2 separate regions of the Mus musculus genome follow, and region 1 is linked to region 2. The links are chromatin contacts, called in public Hi-C maps. All regions are on one chromosome and are shown on one strand. Each heading gives the region's core, a stretch centred on a gene start, on an enhancer-like site or on the middle of the called end of the contact. The rest is flanking DNA. Distances are from core to core; before and after follow the strand shown. Region 1 overlaps Zfp652 (zinc finger protein 652). Region 2 overlaps Fam117a (family with sequence similarity 117, member A).

Evidence for each region. A called contact is a pair of places that touch in the nucleus more often than the background predicts.
Region 1: a contact with region 2 is called in a Hi-C map of uterus, with 6 times the contacts expected there. The contact joins two enhancer-like sites. A contact is called at or near these places in 3 of 39 promoter capture datasets (liver and second pharyngeal arch cranial neural crest), 5 of 484 Hi-C or Micro-C datasets (cerebellum, embryonic stem cells, nephron progenitors and 2 more) and 1 of 115 datasets of contacts at active chromatin or transcription factors (embryonic stem cells).

Annotation. Positions count from the first base shown.
Region 1 is chr11:95,764,133-95,766,832 of GRCm38.p6, forward strand. It overlaps Zfp652 (zinc finger protein 652), which reads left to right. Exons shown (of 5, transcript NM_201609.2): 5 at 1-583. Among named protein-coding and RNA genes, the nearest start is that of Gm38957, 11 kb to the right of the region's middle. Within about 2 kb of position 1,324, at least 9 of the 459 cell types and tissues checked have an H3K27ac peak or open chromatin away from gene starts, as enhancers often do. A contact at or near this core is called in uterus, where this site is marked.
Region 2 is chr11:95,368,893-95,371,592 of GRCm38.p6, forward strand. It overlaps Fam117a (family with sequence similarity 117, member A), which reads left to right. Exons shown (of 8, transcript NM_172543.4): 3 at 2,546-2,641. Among named protein-coding and RNA genes, the nearest start is that of Slc35b1, 15 kb to the right of the region's middle. Within about 2 kb of position 1,304, at least 48 of the 459 cell types and tissues checked have an H3K27ac peak or open chromatin away from gene starts, as enhancers often do. A contact at or near this core is called in uterus, where this site is marked.

The DNA.
Region 1 (2,700 bases), core at 74-2,573, 400 kb after region 2:
CCACGGCCTCCTTCAGGGCCTTCACCGTTGTCCTGGTGAGCCCTCAGACTGGCCTGACGGAGTGAAGACGACGACTGCCCTTGAAACCAGGGGAACCACCGAACTAAAGCCCAATTTGCTTGCATTTTCTGATGACTTTTATAAATTTCAGATACTGTGACTGTGGGATTTTATAATTTCATATCAGCGGATGAGGTATGCTTGCTTTTATATCTCGGTCTTCTCCTCAGAGAGGGGTGGGCCTGTTTCCTTTATACTGATCGGGAAGGCTGTGAGGTTAGTCCAGAGCATTAACTATATCACTGTGTACTGCAATGAATTCGGTTCAGCTTTTGGTGCTGGCTGCAGAGTCGAGCTGGCTGCGTTTCACACAATATCAAGCATTATAGAGAAGATGGGAATTTTCTTCTTTGTGTAGCTCTTTTAACACACTCTTTATTTTACTACAGAAATTATTTTAGAGTTTTTGTATAGACTTTAGTAGTCTGTTTCTAAAATGAGATGTATTTCAATAAGCTGTGTAATTTTTTCAGTGTAGCTAAACCCATGTTGTAAAATAGATAAATTTTTATAATCATCAAAATGTGATTCTCAAAGATGCATATAATAACTTCTATCTCAACTATTCTTACATCCATACAACTCAAAGGTGCTTCTGTGACTGGATGTATCTGAGCGGGTCACCAGACCAGGTACAAAAGCAAGGTTCAGTACAAAGTTAGTCAATGAATTGGATGTCTCTGCTGGGCATTCAGTCCATTGGGCTCACTGACACAGCCAGTGTTGGTGTCCCTTTGAGTACTCTATGGATTCAGTGGGGTGGTGTGAGGGAATGGGGTCACTCAGAGTTAGCGGGGCTTGCAAATGTGAATGACATTTGTGAATGCCCTCGGGAGAAAGTGACGGAGGTCGTTTCCTTGGATCACGTCTGTTTCTCACTTTCTTAGAAACTGTGTTGTGCGCAGCTGTTAGGGGAAGATGGATTGGAATCTCTTACTTTGAGGCTCCTGTGTTTTCCAAGAGTGTTAGAAGAAGCTAATAGGGTGAACTGAAATCACAAACGTAATTGCTGGTAGTGACCAAGAAATGTGGATGGGAAGGCAAGTTGACTTTTAAGTTTTAAGATGCCTGCAGTCTCTAAAACGTGGATGTCCACACTGACTGGTATCTGCCATTAAAAATGTAGTGAGAGGAAACCCCCAATACTGTTGCCTGCCCTCTCCAGAGGAGGGAGACCGCAGCATCTTAGGTGAGGAAGGAACAGTGCCCTTGTCTCTCGAGCGGCAGCTTACTCGGTCAACATTTGGGGAACTTAAACAGAGCGTGGTCACCCTGGAGTGGATATACGGAAGGCCAGAGAGAAGGGCTAACATGGTGGTTTCAGTCAGCTGACAGGTGTGCACGGCACAGCTCCTACGCATTCTGTGCTGCTCTTCTCAGAGGCTGAGTTCCAAGAATGGCCTCTGCCTCCCACCTCTCTCCTCCTCGTCTCTCTATCCTCAGGCTCTTAAATCAGACCCTTAGCTGTTATTTATTTATCTTTGATATTAAATGTGCAGTTATGCGTTGTGCACTTTTTCCTGGCTACTTAACTCTGCAGTGGGGACACACGGACTCTGGACTGAGGTTAGGTTCCTGCTTTTAAAGTATCATACTCTAAATTAGTTTTTTTGGTTTACTATTTCTAGATTTTTCTCCAGTTTTGCCCTTGTCTTCTGTAAACATAGGAAACATTGTGTGTGGAGTCAGGAAAGTCTCTCAGGACACACTTTCCCTCCAGCTTCTAGCTATGAATTTTAATGAATGGTATTTGTAATATTTGCATGCATTCTTGCAGCCCTCACAAACCCGAGGCAAACAAGGAAGCAGGTTCCTTTTCTGAATGTCGTGACTTAGAAGTCACCCCTACCCCATTTACCTCCACAGTCTCCTCTGCAGCTTATGGGAAGTCTGCAAATCCACCTTCCATGTAGACAGATCCATATCTCACGGCTAAACCTATAATATTCAAGTATTTTTATCAAAAAAGGTATAATTTGTAGCTAAGTTAATAATTGGTTATACCTTATTTTATACTAAATGCTTTTACAATATGAGGCAGACATTCTGAATTCTAGTCTTGAGGCTGTTGAATTACAACCATTTGATGGTTATACTATGAATATTCATTGAAAAATTCAGGTTGTCAGTTCTGACTTTATTCAAATGACTATAGCCATAAGAAACTGTCCTCTACATAGGAAACCCAATAGCGAGTCAGTAAGCATCACTATCCTTAACAGAAGCAGAAAAAAGAATTTAAAATAGTGACTTAGGCCTACCACACTCTGTCATTCTTACTCAAATGTGAAACAGTGTAGAAATGGCAATATATTTTTTTTTTCTAGAGAAGTTTATCTTCCCTGACTTGAGAAGCCTGCTCTAAAAAATGGCTCTCAAAAGTGTACGACTAATGGGCATATGTATAATGAGATCTATACAGAAATGCTTCGGAGTCAGAAACCACAGGGTCACGCCTTAAACATGCAGGTACCTCAGCTGTCACGTGCTGAAGACTCAGACTCAGGGTTGACAGTGTACTTGGGGAAGAGCTGCAGTGTGTGCTGTGCTGGCCCACATGTGCTGCAGCGCCCCAGGAGTTCTACAGTACCTGTTACATTCTTGTTACCTGTCCATGGAAAAAGACCCGTGGAAGAGTTG
Region 2 (2,700 bases), core at 54-2,553:
CTGTTCCCCAAGGAGACCATGACCAAGGCCTTTGTAGTGAGGCTCAGAAAGGAGGATCCTGAGCAATCTGGGGTACATTTCCCCCACTTGACATATCCACTGCAGCTAGAAAGGCAGAAAGCTGGACCTTTGTACCTGCCCGGCTTGACAGTACTCACACCAGCCTGTAAACAGCTTTCAGTAGTGGTTGGCTTCTCTTAGCTCATAGCACCTTGCTCTAGCCTCTGCTTTAGTGGTCACATGGCTTTATCCTCTGTATGCACCGGCTCCTTCAGCCTCTCTCTCACAAGAACACTCTGGCAAGGCAGGGATTGGCAGTAAGGCTCGCCCATCGTAGAAGGGAGAGAGATGAGTTTGTCTGGGTTGAGGGATGGGGTGATGATTTCCATGGGCAGGTGGTGGATGCTGAGATAAAGTGATGGCGTCAGCATCACATGTACAGAGAGTACGCAGTAGTTTGTAGGAAGATGTTGCTCAGGAGAGGTCGGAAATGGATTAGGAAAGGAGATGATACCAACTCCTATGGTTTCCTCATCTTTCTTCCACTCCTGTACCAGTCTACATCTCCCTGTACTCCTTCACAGCTCCTAGGAGGAGGTAGCTGAGACACATGTAGAGGTGTTAGTAGCCAGTTGCAACCTGACCCAGCATCCTTCTTGTCTTTCACCACCCACTTGTGAGCCCGGTATCTTCAGTGGTGAGGAGGGAACATCATCCTCTTAGGTTTTGCCATCTCTCCTCTGTGGTCTTTGCTCCTTTTCCAGAGGTGACAGAGATGTGTAGGACTCAACTCTACTGGCAGCACTGGTGATCTGCAAGCTTGGTCTAGGCACATGAGCAGAGGAGGACATGCGTGTTACTGCAGAGTCCTAGTAGCTGATGGGGAGATAGGCTATGTTCTCCCTGTCAGCTGGTGTAGCTCTTCTGAGGTCTGATAGACTGAGTTAGAGAGCCAGGCATTTGGAAGGAGATCAGCTACTTGGTTTCTAGAGACTGTGAGAGCCAGTGTCACCTGAGGGCTTTGGGGTACATGGCTGCATTCCTGGCTGCTCTTTTCATAAAGGAAGAAGGCTGGGAATGGACCTGAGGATGCACTCCCTGGGGCTGCCAGTGGTCTCACCCTGGCTGTGGTCCACGGCCTGGGAAAGGTCCTGCTTGCGGGCAGCTGCAGACAGGAAGGGCCAGAAGCTCAGTCTGCAGCGGCTTCTCCACGTGCAGCTGTCGCACCAGGCAGTCTGTTCTCACAATCCTGGCTCAGACTTGCCCTGCGAGCTCCTCTTAGCAGCTGTTGGGTGGTGAGGAGTCTTGTTTTCCCCTGATCCTCCCCCTCTCTCTGTGTACAGCAGCCTCTCGGGGGAGGTCAGCAGATCTCTTAGAGGAGCCGGTTCCCAGGCCCTGTGTTTTTGGCAGCTTGTGCATAGTAGTCAGAGAGGAGCTGGTCCCACTAGAGCACTCCCCTTCGCCACTCCCTTGGAATGGAAATAGGATGTTGGTGATGGGGAAGGCTCTGCGCCTCTTGAGCTTCATGCTTGGAGCCAGTAACTTCCTCTTTTAGTGGAGGCTCCTCCACTACCATCTTGGGTCCCCTGTCTTCGTGCAGCAGAGGGAAGGGAGCACATGGAATGTTCTTCCCCACAAGGAACAAAGAAGGACCACGGGGAGGAGGCACGAGGCATGAACAGACCAAGAATCAGTGCTGGATTCAGAATTCTGAAACGGTCTTCCCCTGCCTGTGCTGGAGGACTTTGGCATCCCTGACACTCTGCCTATGTGATGACACAAGCTTGCATCATGGCATTAAACAGTTGCCACCTGCTTCATCCTGAGGCACCCATGGAGACCTTTCTCCTGTTTCCTCTTTGGGATCCTGTATGATCACTTGTTTTCCCCGGGTTCCCAGGCACCTGGCCTTACCTGGATTCATGGGGAGAGAATAAAAGATACAGGACTCTTTGAAACTTCCTGGGAGAGGGACAGCACTTGGCCTCACCATGGGAGTGTATCCAGACTGACTATAACATAGGTTTGAAAAAGGGATAAGGAAGGGCTGATGTAGCTCAGTCATAGAACACTTGCCTAGCATTTTCAAGGCCCTGGGTTCCATCCCCAGTACCAAACATTCAATAAAAAAAATAAAAGAGCCGGGCGTGGTGGTGCATGCCTTTAATCCCAGCACTTGGGAGGCAGAGGCAGGCAGATTTCTGAGTTCGAGGCCAGCCTGGTCTACAAAGTGAGTTCCAGGACAGCCAGAGCTATACAGAGAAACCCTGTCTCGAAAAACCAAAATAAATAAATAAATAAATAATAAAAGAGAGAGGAGGCAGCACTGTTGGGCCTTGGGGACAGTTTCCTGGAGAGTAAAGATCGGGATGAGGCCACACACATGCTTCTCTTGCCCGAAAGGATAAAGTGGGCTGGGTGTGTCCATGAGGTTGATGAACAGATGTGAGGAGGCTGTACAGGCCACCACCTCTATTCAGGAAACTGACCAGCTGTTTCCTGCCAGTGGAGCTGTCTATCTTACTTACTGTATGTCTTTCTACAGACACCCCTGTCCTGGCAAGAACCAGAAGGTGAGCGGGCCAGCTTCTGCATGCACAAGCGGTCAGCATCGTGGGGCAGCACAGACCACCGAAAAGAGGTAAATGCCTTCTCCCTACACCGTCCATCTCCTGGTACTATATGACAGTTTTTTTTTTT